Regions from separate parts of the Sus scrofa genome. Here region 1 is linked to region 2. A link is a contact called in public HiChIP or PLAC-seq data. All regions are on one chromosome and are shown on one strand. The core of a region is the stretch at or near the end of the contact, and the rest is flanking DNA. Distances in the headings are between cores, read along the strand shown.

The links. HiChIP or PLAC-seq counts read pairs in DNA pulled down with a chosen protein or histone mark.
Region 1: an H3K27ac HiChIP or PLAC-seq map of alveolar macrophages shows a contact between it and region 2. The contact joins two enhancer-like sites. A contact is called at or near these places in 4 of 47 Hi-C or Micro-C datasets (adipocytes, embryonic fibroblasts and epiblast stem cells) and 1 of 2 datasets of contacts at active chromatin or transcription factors (alveolar macrophages).

What each region holds. Positions count from the first base shown.
Region 1 is chr14:129,658,255-129,664,645 of Sscrofa11.1, forward strand. All of the region lies in intron 15 of INPP5F (phosphatidylinositide phosphatase SAC2), which reads left to right. Among named protein-coding and RNA genes, the nearest start is that of MCMBP, 81 kb to the right of the region's middle. Within about 2 kb of position 3,602, at least 45 of the 83 cell types and tissues checked have an H3K27ac peak or open chromatin away from gene starts, as enhancers often do. A contact at or near this core is called in alveolar macrophages, where this site is marked.
Region 2 is chr14:129,589,670-129,596,224 of Sscrofa11.1, forward strand. The region is part of intron 1 of INPP5F (phosphatidylinositide phosphatase SAC2); the gene reads left to right. Among named protein-coding and RNA genes, the nearest start is that of INPP5F, 15 kb to the left of the region's middle. Within about 2 kb of position 4,107, at least 26 of the 83 cell types and tissues checked have an H3K27ac peak or open chromatin away from gene starts, as enhancers often do. A contact at or near this core is called in alveolar macrophages, where this site is marked.

The sequences.
Region 1 (6,391 bases), core at 2,352-4,851, 68 kb after region 2:
CTTCTTCATTCCTTTGTTTTTGGATATTTCTTGGCTCTGATTTTTCAGTTGTGGGTGGGGTCTCTGGCTAAGTCTCTTGATTACTAATTTGTTCTTGGATTCCCTATCTCTCTTCTTCAGGTGTCAGTGCAGGATGTTTTTGTCTTCTCTTAGAATGATGTACTGCTAAGTTTAATTGTGGGAGTATCCCTTTGCCTGCTTTACTTGCCAGAGCACACTCACCAGTGCCATCCTCATCCTCCTCTTCTTCCTTGCCACTGGTGGACAAAATAACCACGTCACTGTCATGAGCCTAGTGTTACCCTTTGCCTTTCGTCCTATAGGATGCTGAAAGCTTGTGAAAATTGTCCCATCAACCCAGGTCTTCTTGACTGAGGTGCTGCCTTCCCTGTCTTGTTGCTAACACATAAGCCAGTGCCTGATGGTTAATGGTTCTGTGTGTCAGCTCTTTAGTACATGCACTGATGGGGGCCTAAGGAGAGATGAGCAGGGAGCTTCGTTGCTACCCAGGATAACAGGGCTGTCTGAGGGAACGATGTGCCAGACTTATGAATTTGCCTGTGGTCTGTCTTCACTTCAGTGACAGGGACAGACTGCTCAGGTTTGAGACATTATACTGGTCTCAGAAGGGTCTCATATAAGGTTGACTGTACCAGAAGTGGTTGTGTCTGACAATGACTGAGGTGTTAGCTGCTTGCTAGTTTGTTTCTTCCCCTTTGTAGTCCCCACTGTTACTCTTTTACTAGAAACTTTGCAAACTTTGTGAACTTTACTTTGAAGATTTGGGACAGGATGTCATGGACAGAGTAGAGAGTAAAGCTGATGCTTTGGAATCAGTGGCTTCACAGGTCATGTTTTTGGCTTGTCGGCTTGGGTAGAGGGCTGGGGCTGTCTATCAGGAGTCTTGGTATTTTTGTTTTAATAGGAGGGATTATTCGCCACCTTGTGGCTGGCCCCAGCTCGTTCCCCCTTGGGAAGCAGTGGTGGCTTAGAGCTTTGTGCTTTGAGGAGTTGGATCAAGAGCCACCAGCATTTCAGAGTCGTCTTCAGTCTTCTACCTTTTCCTTCAGAGGCAGTGCATTTTCAGATATAAAGCTGTTACCATCTTCAGATTTCACTGCATTTTCCCTCTCAAATTCTCTGATGTGGTATCATGTACCCATTTGAATTTCCAAAGTTGATTGTGTGTCTCCATCTTGATTAGACAGTTCTTTAAGAACTCTCCTTATTAGAGGGAGTTCCCATTGTGGCTCACGGTAATGAATCTGACTAGTATCCATGAGAACACAGGTTCAATCCCTGGCCTCACTCAATGGGTTAAGGATCCAGCATTGCTGTGAGCCATGGTGAAAGTTGCAGATGCAGCGTTGCTGTGGCTGTGGTGTAGGCCAGCGGCTACAGCTCCCATTCAACCCCTAGCCTGGCAACCTCCATATGCCGTGGGTGTGGCCCTAAAAATAAAAAACAAAAAAAGCCTCTTCTTATTGGAGAGACTTTGTAGTTACCATCCTTTCTAATACTGTTAAGATTTCTTTAAATTTGCTACTGGTATTTATCTTCATTTGCAGTGCTTAAAGATTTTCCAGGTGGGGGATGGTTTTCCCTTCCTCTTGAAGGGAGATGTTTAGAAACCTGCTCCTGGGCTGAGTTGGCTATAGAGCCTTTGTACATTCTGTCTGCTGAGCCAGAGATGTGGCCCCAGAGCAGGTGGCCCCTGGGGGCAGGGTGGGGAACAGCAAGAGCTAACTCTGGGAATGGCTTTGGGGGCTCAGGTCCCCAGATAGCAGTGGTAGGTTCAAACTATTTTCCACAATGGTTACACCATTTTATATTCCCACCAGCAGTGTAAAAAAGTTCCAGTTTTTCCATGTCCTCACCAACACTCGTTTTCCATTTTTTAATTGTAGTCATCCTAGTGGGTGTGAAGTAGTATCACATTGTGGTTTTGATTTGTATTTCCCTGGTGACAAATAATGTTGGGGACTTTTTTTTCTTGTGCTTGTGGGCATTTGTATGTCTTCCTTAGAAAAATGTCTATTCAAGTCCTTAGCCAATTTAAAAAATAGGTTGTGTGTCTCTTTGCTGTGGAGCTGGGCAGCTTGTTTTTGTAAAGTTTTACAGGAACCAGGTCTGGGATTAGGGTGAGGCAAATGAGACAGGGTTGTACAAGTTGCAGGGTGGGGTCCTATCTTTATTTGGCATGTCGATATTTTGTTTACCATGGTATTTTTGCATTGATTTTGATTTTCAAAAATACTGCACTGAAAACTTACCTTGACCACTGAGTGTTTTGGCACCCCCCCATCCCCCTTCAATTCTGCGCCAGAGACCTGTGCCTCGCTTAGCTCCCTGCAGTCATGGCCCTGTTGAATTTGGCAGAAAAACAGGGGCAAACCGTTCATAAATACCCGGTCCTGCGCAGGGCAGCAAGAATGGCTGCTGTTCGGTTTCTCTTAACTTCCCAGAGCTCCAGCTGGAACTGTCCAGCACAGATCTGCACCGATTGCTTCATTTCTGCTCTCCTTCCTGCTTACCGGTGTCCACCCCTGGCCCTGGGCTTTGTTTCTGTTAAACACTGAGCACAGCTCAGTTTATTTCTGGGAGACAGCCCCGACGCATACAGATCAGAAGTCTGGAGCCTCTCTTGTCCTTTCCCTTCTTGCAGCCCCAGCTGCCGCAGGAAAAGCTGACTTGAATGACAGCCGATAAGCGCCTGGTGGTGCACTGCGGGCTAGAGGAAAATCTTTCATGTGAAAGGAAATCGGGGGTACTGTCCAAGTGCCCTTTAGCAGCTCCACAAAACCCACTCTTTGTTTGGTCCAACTCTGACTCGCTTTTTCTTCCACCGAGAGTAGGTGACCACCTCTACCTGTGTTAGCGGAACAGCAGCGGGGGTGCTGCAGCCCAGCTCTCAGGCCTGCGGCAATGCAGGGACAGACGCTTAGTCAGGGTGCCGCAGCCCGATCGCCAGCGGCCCTCGGCCCTTCGCAAAGGCTTCATGCATTCTTATGGAGCAGGGCTGGGGGAGCGGAGCCTGCAGCCACCTCCGCACCGGTTCCCCGCTGGCTTTGCAGACCGGCCGCGCATGCGCAGTGGGCGCGCGCCGCGGCCCCAGTGGGCGGCCGGAAGCGTGACGTGTTTCTGGGCGGGACTTGGCGCGGCAGCTCTGCAGTTGCCGCAGTCGTCGCAGTCGCTGCAGGCGTCAGGGCTGGTGCTGGCGGCTCAGACTGAGCTTCGACTCGTTGACGGTCTGACAGACGGACGGACTGACTGACGAGATGCCGCGCTCCCACCGGCCTCCTCCGACTGCCCAGCGGCAGGCGAACGCCACGGGCAGTGCCGCCGGCAATGCTGCCGAGCCCAAGCCCGAAGGCGGCAGCCTGGCTACGACTTTCAAGATTTTTCTCCTTTTTGCAGGACTTATGGTTAAAGTTCCTGTGGGGTTGTATTTTTCCTGCAAATTACTGCTTTTCCAAAGCCTCCTGTTAATGTCCCCTGATGACAGTGGCTTTTACGCGACCATTGTCGCGGTGGTGGGGCTGCATGTGGTGCTGGCGGTGTTCGTCTTCATCGTGTGGAAGGAGGGCATGCCTGACTGGCGGGAAGAGAAGAGCGAGTAGAGCAGCCCTTCCTGCCGAGCTGCAGGCCTGGGGGGCAGGGAGCTACCGAAGGGGGTTTCTTTCTTTTCTTGTCTGTGTTGAAAACAGTGTGGAGTTTTCTTTTTTCTCTTTCTGTTTAAGTGGGCTGGGGGTGGGGTGGGAGGGAAATTAAGTACTTACTGCAGCTTATACTTCGATAAAAATGCGGGTGGGGGGAGGGCTGACATTTTTCTCGACTGCCTGTTATGTGCCAAGTGCTTTTCATTCTGGACGTAATGCCTTTGACTGATCACGTTTGGCCGATGTAAATATTCATGTCACAGTAGAAGCTAGGGTGAAGTAAAACTAGTGTAGAATTTACTTCGTAGTTAAATACGTGTTGTGACGTAATTTTTATTGGCTTGGCTCAAGCGACAATTTTAAGAGCGCAGGTGAGTGTACCCGTGTGCAAAACTAGATTACATTTTATGGTGTCATTCCACGTTATTCTCAGTGAGGCTGCCAAGATCATTGAGTTTATGAGTTTTTTTCTTTCCCATTGATTGGTTGGTTGGTTAGTTAGTGCTCCTGTTTTGGATCAGCCTGTGTATTAATTAGGTTCTGGCTTCTGATCTCAGTAGTTGTATTTTGGGGGCATATTTTTGGTGAAAATTGAGGTTAGTTTGTTGTTTTAGATTAAGGCTGTTAAAGTTGTACTGCAACAAGGTGCCGCTGATGTAAAATACTGCAGTTTAAGATCCTGGTAAATTTCTGTCTGCAGTACCTGTTAAAACAATGACCTCATTCTTACGCAGATTATGTACGTGACTTAAATTCCATCTGCAAGTGTTTTTATTTTTCAGTAGCATTTTGATAAGTCTTTCCAAATAGGTATAAAATTCTAAGATAGAAATATTCACTCCAACAGTAGGATTTTGAGAACCAGTGTATGAACACAGATTAAGTCTCACTTTTGATCAGAAAGGGTGTTTTAATAGTAGATGAACATTAGAGTAAAAGTTTGAGTTCAGTCCCCTGGTGTTATTTGTTGACTAGTTGTAGATTTTATATGTTGACCTTTTATAAAAATTAGTATTTGATTTAATGGTTCATCAACATTCATCTAGTTTTTAACCCCTATTTTGTTGTTTGATTTTAGAGTGGTCGTAAAATATGGCAAAATGGACGTAGAATAAGGAAATGTTTTACTTGTTCCTTAAAAGCCAAATAAATCTTTAGTAAGAAAAATGCAAAGTAGTTTGGGCTTGGTTTCATTTTGGCACGTAAATGTTATATGGACATAACATTCTTTGAAAGGATGCATTCTACATTAATGTAAAAATACCCTAAATGCATACGTCATGTTGAAGATTTAGGTCATGTGAGATGATCTAGACAGTTTCTTCCCAATCTTTACCCCCTCTACCATCATCTAATTCTCCCCACATTATCCCATTTCTTCTGAACCCTTCCTCCTCAGCTACCTGTCAGAGAAGGTACCTCTCCTCAGCCCCTGTCCTACGCTTTACCCTGCCTTTCTAAACCAGGTTCTTTTTTTTTTTTTTTTTTTTTTTTTTTTATAATTTCCAAATGGATAGATTGTGTATGTTTAGCTTGAGAAGTAGAACTTGGTGATTACTTGATTTTTCTCCCCCACCCAGTCCCCACAAATCTTTTATCACAAGTGGATCTGCTGTAGAAAAAAAAATGTAGATGAAAACAAAAGCATTTAATTCCCTGTGTCATGTTTGTTTAGCCTCATTGATGCTACTCACAGAGATGTGGATGTGCTGTTACTGCTTTCTAACTCTGCCTACTACGTGGCCTAGTAAGTTGCTTATTGATTTAAAGCTTTTAATTTTGGTTTTTTTAATGTAAATTTCCTTTTCAGAATTTGTAACAAAAAATTTAAAATCTGGTTTTGTTATGTATTTTAAGAAACTATTGAAACCCTTTACCTTACATAATTGTTACATCACTCTGACTTCCTTTTATCGATTTGAAAATATAATTTTAGAGTTATTTATGATCAGTGTGTTTATATAATAGTGTTCTTTTTAGTATTTAGTATTATTTGCTATATATCTCTCAAGTTTTGATGTATTCCACATTTTTATTGTTAATGACCATATATCAGTTTTTATTACTATATCAGAGTTAAATATTTTCCCATTGTTAAGCATTAGAATACGTTCATCTTTTTTGCTATTATGAATGATACTGCTGTCTTTGTGCAGATAACTTTGGTATGTGCACACGCACTTCTCTGGCTCTAGGAGTATGATGAATTATATGACTTTTGTGCCTCATTGCAAGATTGATCTCCAGGAAGACTGCCAGTTAACAATGCCACTAGCAAAAAATACAAGTACTTCCTCATAGCCTTGCCAGAATTGGGTTTTATTCTTTTGAAATGCATATTCACTTTCTTTTTGGCCTTGTGTGGACTGTCATTTTACAGTCATTGGCCCAGGTGCCTATTGGCATTGATCATAATGGATTTTTCATTCCTGGTTTTGGCTATCAGATTTATCTTCTGTATTCATGAACATAGCTTCAGTATATATGTGTGTTTTGCTTTCCTTTTAGGTTACATTTCAGCTTTGTTAGTTTTAGTTTTATGAATATTTTTATAAAACTGAATTTAATTTTGCTTTGTAATTGATTTCTTTTAGTGTTAGATCTAGAAACTGATTTTCCGTTGGCTGTTGAAGTGTTTTCATCTCATTTCATCTAGCTTTAAAAATACTTAAGTTTAACTCTTTGCCCTAGAATGCATTGTGCTGTGAAAGATTTTTAACTGCATAGTAGTT
Region 2 (6,555 bases), core at 2,857-5,356:
GAGAACTGCAAAGTATGGATGAGCTAACCATGCAGACTTTTAGTTTCGGGTTGTAGAACCCTTTTCCTCATCTCTTTGACCTTGGTGTTGGTAATTGTCTTTTCAGAGCAATAATAAATCCCTTTGTCTTTAGCAGGAAATGAAACTTGGGTTTGATTGTTTGTACGTACCCTGGCTTTTTTTTTTTTTTTTGGATACAAGTGAAACTGCCTGTAAACTTCAGCAGCTGTGCAAAACCCAGGCTTGTTCTTGGGCTGAGGGAGCGCCATCACTCTGGGCTCTTGGAATGAGTGACTCATGCTCTCTGTAGGCACACAGTACTTAATCACTTGTTTTCTATGTACCAGGAAGAGGAGGGCATATGAAAATAGAAGCCATATACTGCCAAATGGAAATGTTGACCTAATGGGTCAAACAGTTGAGCTTATGACAAAATTCTTTGGGTGTATGTTATTTTAATGATTTTACTAATTAAAATTTGGCATTATTTCTAAAATGCTGTACTTTTGTAATTTTAAGCAACTCTACCCTTTACTAGATAGGTTTGATAATCCTAATTTTTGTTGTTGTTGTTGTCTTTTTGCTATTTCTTGGGCTGCTCCCACGGCACATGGAGGTTCCCAGGCTAGGGGTCGAATGGGAGCTGTAGCCACCGGCCTACGCCAGATCCACAGCAACTCGGGATCTGAGCTGCGTCTGCGACCTACACCACAGCTCACGGCAACGCCTGATCGTTTACCCACTGAGCAAGGGCAGGGATCGAACCCGCAAGCTCATGGTTCCTAGTCGTATTTGTTAACCACTGTGCCACGACAGGAACTCCCAATAATCCTAAATTTTAAAACCTATTTACAAACTTCAGATATTTCTCTTTGAATTTGTGTGCCATGTTGGAATGTACCTTTTGGAAGAAGGATTAGAAAGCATGGTTTGTTGGAGCAGATCAATTACTTGGCTGTTCTTTGTGGAAGGATGGTATAAGCCCACTGGCCTTTTTCTCCTCCATTCCGATATCTTCTGTTTCCAGAGTATCCACTAATAATGGTGACAGGGTTTTCATTACTAAGCATAGTTGCTGCATATGCCTGGACTGATAGTGTTTTTTATACATGTCCTCCATACAGACACTCTGCTAAAGCTTTTTTATTTGTTTTTATTTCTTTAGTGAAGAGTAACAGATTAAAAATTACACACACGTGCGTGCGCACACACACACACATTTTGAAGTGTCTGTTGTGTGCCAAGTACTATACTAGGCAGGAAAGTCATAGTGGCTCAAAAAGACACACTTAGCCTTCCTTCTTGTGCCAGCTACATAACCTGCTTCAGGCCTTCCTCTGCTGGCTTGTCTTTTGTCTCTACATTGGTGTGGAAAGCTTGTGGGCTCCTGCTGGAGATTTTAAGATAGTTTAAAGTTTCCCAGAATTTTTAGTTAAGTCTTTCATTGTGAGAAATCACATGTTCATCATTTATTATATGTATGGAAAAAGAAATGCTTTTATTATTAAAAGTGCCATATAGAGTCTTGAGTTTTGAGACTTTCTTTAAAAACACTAAAAACTTAAGATATTCATCTTATTAAAAGTTAAAGAGAATAAGCAGTTGGTAAGAAATCATTTTCCAGTTCACTCTTTCATGCTTGCTTCTACTCATTTATTCATTTGGTTCAAGAACTATTGAATGAGTGCCTTCTGTGTATCAAACATATGTGAGGTTGCAGGCATACAGTCATAAACAAAATAGGCCCCAAACTAAATAAACCTTTCAAAGGGTTGAGACTTAACAGTCTGTCTTTTAATTGGTTAGTTGAAACTTTACATTTATTATAATTATTACTCTGAGTTATTTCTACCTTTTTATTCATGCTTTTCATTTATCATACTTTTTCTGTTTTATTTCTATCACCTTTTACTGTCTTCCATTATATGGTATGAATTGTTGTCAGATGTCTTTCTGTTGCTGATTAAAAGTTACGCATTCTGTTTTTTGTGCTTCTATGGTTTCTCAAAACTTAGGACCCCAGGACTTATTTTCACACATATAATAACTGAGGTCTACTGATGTCTGTCTTTTTCCTAAGCACATTTTAACCTCCATTTAGACTCTGCCTCTTCTAAATTTTCCTTCTCTCCAGTGTAGGGGATTTAGAGGAAGGGAGGAAGCTGGCAGCTTGCTTTGCCATTTGGATCTGAATTGGGTTTCTAGAACTGAGACAGGATGCCTAGTTTTGAGCTGCACCAGAGCCCTGTACCTGTTTCACATCCTAAAGAAACAGAATTCCGGGGGCATATCTGAGCACTCAGGTGTTTTCATAAAACCTTTATTACTTTGAGAAGGCTTTTAGTAATTATGGCCTTACTATAAGATTTAATGTAAAAAACATGATCAGTTTTTTTTTTTTAATCCTCTGCTTAAAAGTAAAGCCATATGTAGACCCTTGAAATAAAAGTCTATGGAGAGATTTATTGAGTGGTAGGAACCTGGAATTTTAAATGCATGTGTATTTCCCTACTTGAACTAAAAGTTATTGGACATTTATGTGCCAGACATTGTGCTGGGTACTTTCACATAATTCTTTCATTTAATCCTCGTAACAAACCCTGTAAGTTAGATGAAATTCCTGTTTATGAAAGAGGGCCCCACAGTTGAGAGGGGTTCCAAGACTGGAGTAAAGCTAGGACTTTTCCCTTGGGACACAGAACACTGGCTGTGCTATATCACAGAGTCTGTTGCCTCTGTCCACCGTTCCAGTTCCAGACTCCGCACCAAGCCACCTGAACCTCTAGCTTGGGGCTTGCCCCCTCGTGTATACCCTCTGCATACTGGCCCTAATGTTCAGTCTCAGCTGCAAGTCTGCCGTCTCTTGATGAAGTGGCTCCTGAATTTACTGTCTGTGGTCCTCCTGAGTTGGTCCCTGTGTTTTTTTTTTTTTTTTCCAGCCTCTTGCTCACAGCTTCCTGCTTTTTTTCTTAGGGCCTTAGAGTATTTAACCATTTAGAGGCTTCGTTGTGTTCAATAAATATTTGAGTGCCTGTTATGTGTTAAACAGCCTGCTGGATATGGGGCCGCCTAGGGCTTTTTTCATGATCCGGATGGGGGAGGTCTTGGCCCAGGACAAGGATAGCAGCAGTGGGGGATGGAGAGAAGTGAAACATTCATTCATCAGATATGAGAAGATAGAATCAGTAGGACTTGGTAAGGAAGAAAGCATTTTGGATGTCTCTCAGGTTCTGGCTTGAGCAACTTGGAATGATGGCGGTGAGCTGAACACCCCCCCCCCCAAATTTAAAATGAAGGTGTTTGGCCGAAAAAGAAAAAAAAATTTTGTAGTTGCTGCTGTGGTGCAGTGGGTTAAAAATCCAACTGCAGTGGCTCAGGTCACTGTGGAGGCGAGGGCCCAATCCCTAGCTGGTGCAGTGGGTTAAAGGATCCCAGGTTGCAGCTGAGGCTCGATTGGAACTTCTGTATGCCGTGGATGTGGCCATAAAAATAAAAACAAAATTAAAAATAAAAGTAATTATCCCTGGTAGGAAAACTTATGGTGTTAGAGGTGTGATATAGCCCTGGACTGAGAGTGGGAAATGGGGTTTTGATTTTAACAAGTTGTTAATATTGGACAGTTTACCTCTGCCAGCCATGATATCTTTAAAATAGACCAGATGACTTTAACTTTGCCCTGAACCCTTGCACTTTGCCCTTTAACTTTGTACTGAACCCTTCTAACACAATTCAGTGCAAATTATCTGACTCTATCTAGCCTGCCTTTCCATTCCACGTTATATGTCATTTGTCTGTTCAGCATTTTGGAGCCTGCTATGCACTGGGGACATAAAGCTAAAGGAGGCCAGGTCTCATTGCATTTCCTGTTCTTGATGAGTTTCCTGTTCAGTCAGGGAGACAAGTCAGTAAGTAGGTGCAATAAATCAAAATGAGATGCCATGATAGGAATATGAACAGGGGAGCCCAGAAAGAGAGCCTGATCAGTTCTGCTGGGTGGATGGAGTGGGCAATGTGTCAGGGAACCCCGGTGACCCTTGTTCTGAGTGTTCTGAGTGTGGAATGAACAGCAGGCTGAAGTGGGTGGGGAGCAGCATTCCAGACCCAGCCTGCGCACACTTCTGGATGACTGAAGGAAGACCCAGATGCTGGGGTGGGGAGGCAGGAGGAGGGTGGACAGGAGCCGCCCATGAGGGCCTTTCCCAGGAGTTTGGACTTTGTTTCTAAGGCTCTGGGGAGTAGGGAAAGTAATATGATTAGATTAGCAATGTTCCTTGTTGTATGTTTGGGTTTCTTTCTTTCTTTCTTTCCTCTCTGCCTCTCTCTTTTTTTTTTTTTTTTTAGGGCCAGACCCGAGGCATATGGAAGTTCCCAGGCTAGGGTTCGAATCAGAGCTACAGCTGCTGGCCTGCACCACAGCAACGCCAAATTCGAGCCACATCTGTAACCTATACCGCAGCTCACAGCAACGCCAGATCCTTAACCCACTGAATGAGGCCAGAAAATGAAGCTGCGTTCTCTTGGATACTAGCTGGGTTTGTGTATTTTTTTAATGCCTGATGTATTTCACAATATTAATGCTATTCAAGCTAGACTTTAGGGCAAAGAGCATTATTTGAAATAAAGGTAGTTGTTACATCCTGATAAACACAGCAGTTTTTCACCAGAAAAATATAATAATCCTAAATCTGTATGTGCCTGAAAACATGGTTTCAAAAAACAAAAAGCAAAAATTAAGAAGGAAAAATGAGGGGGAGATACAAAGTATAAGATTTAATTAAAAAAAAAAAAGCCTTCTCAAATTATCAGGTTGAGCAGTCCAAAAAAAGTTAGCAAGTACATTGAGCAGTTGAACAAAATCATTAACAAAATTGATATAATGAGCCCTCATTCCAAAATTAAATAATGTGTTCAAATATTTGAAGAAATACTTTTAAAATCATGACTTGGTGAACAGATACATATATTTGTATGTACCAGGAACAAAGTTTCATGAACTGTTCCTGTTTACATGGTGCAATTTTTCTCTTTTCTATTGTTTCACTTCTGTTCATTGCTGGTGTCATTATTCAAAATTTGTTACCTATGACTGGATTGACACCCTTTTTCTTGAAAATACTGAGTTACGAAAATATACATGCTTTTCAAGCACACACAGAATTATTTACAAACTTTCTGGATTCCCCACACCATGTCAAGCATCTGGTACTCCTCTTGTTCTCCCTCTGTCCTTCCCCTGCTAAAACAAAGATGACTTTGACGCCTATTTTTACTGAGTCAAAGCCATCTGATACATCCATCTGCTTTTCTTCTCCCATTTCTATATTTAGCCTTTTCATTTTTTCTTCCAGACTTAGAAAAAAGTAATACCTTTCCTTTCCAAGGTTAACTTTAACACCTGTACATTTGATTTCATCTTCTTTTTCTTAACTATCTCCTCTGGGTTTTTTTTGGTCTTTTTAGGGCCACACCATATGGAGGTTCCTAGGCTAAGGGTCTAATCAGAACTGTAGCTGCCGGCCTACACCACAGCTTGCGGTAATGCCATATCCTTAATCCACTGAGCAGGACCAGGGGTGGAACCTGAAACTTCATGGTTCCTAGTCGGATTTGTTTCCACTGGGCCATGATGGGAATTCCCTCCTCTGATTCTTATTCCTAGACATTTTTCCTTGACTATCCCACAATGAACTCAGTCTTAATGGGCTTAACTGGTTCTCTTTCTGGACCTCAAAGATTATCAGTGACTATTTTAGTCATTAGACCGCAAAACTTGGTCATTTTTAGTTTTTTTCTGTTTCTTAAGGTGAAAATTTAATTTTCTTGAATGGCTGATTATTCACATGGTTCAAAATGTCAAAGGTGCAAAAGGGTACTCTTGAGTTAAGACGTTCTCATCCATCTTTTCTCCCAGCTGCTGTATACCCTGCTTTTTCTGCCTTACTTGAGGTCCTCATCTTCTCCCTCTCAGGAGAGGATAGATGTTTCAATGTCATTTTCAAATTTACCCTCTTCCTGTCCTTTGTGTAGCTTCCTTGGATGTGTTTCATGTTAATTTCCTTTTGTACATTCTTCACCTACTGTTTACCTTTCTCCCCAAGCTGCAGTGCCCTTTCAAGCAGGTCTTGTCAGAACCTCCTAGTTCCTTTCCTTACTCGCAGTCTCCACCTCCTTTCAGTGCTGTCAGCTAATCCCAGGCTGCAGTCTTGTTTTACTTTTGTCATTACCTGCCAAGGTCTCCAGGAAGTAAGGCTCATTTATCTTTTATTCAAGTCTCTCAGTTTACTTTTTTCCAGTCTTATCAATTCAGATCTCCACTATATTCATTGGTCTTTTGATCTATACTGTTTGCTCTGTTATTTTTACATCTTCTTAGCCTGATAACAGTGTCTGGTTTCTGGAAGGTACTTGATGTTTCACCAGTGAAGGGACAGATTCCAGAACAACGCTTGTACTTTATTTAATCTGCCTTATTTTTCTTTCTGATTTCCTTATCCTTGAAGTTCCACTTCCTCTGTGTAACTGTCCCTGACTGCTTTAACTCTTTTTCCTCCTTCT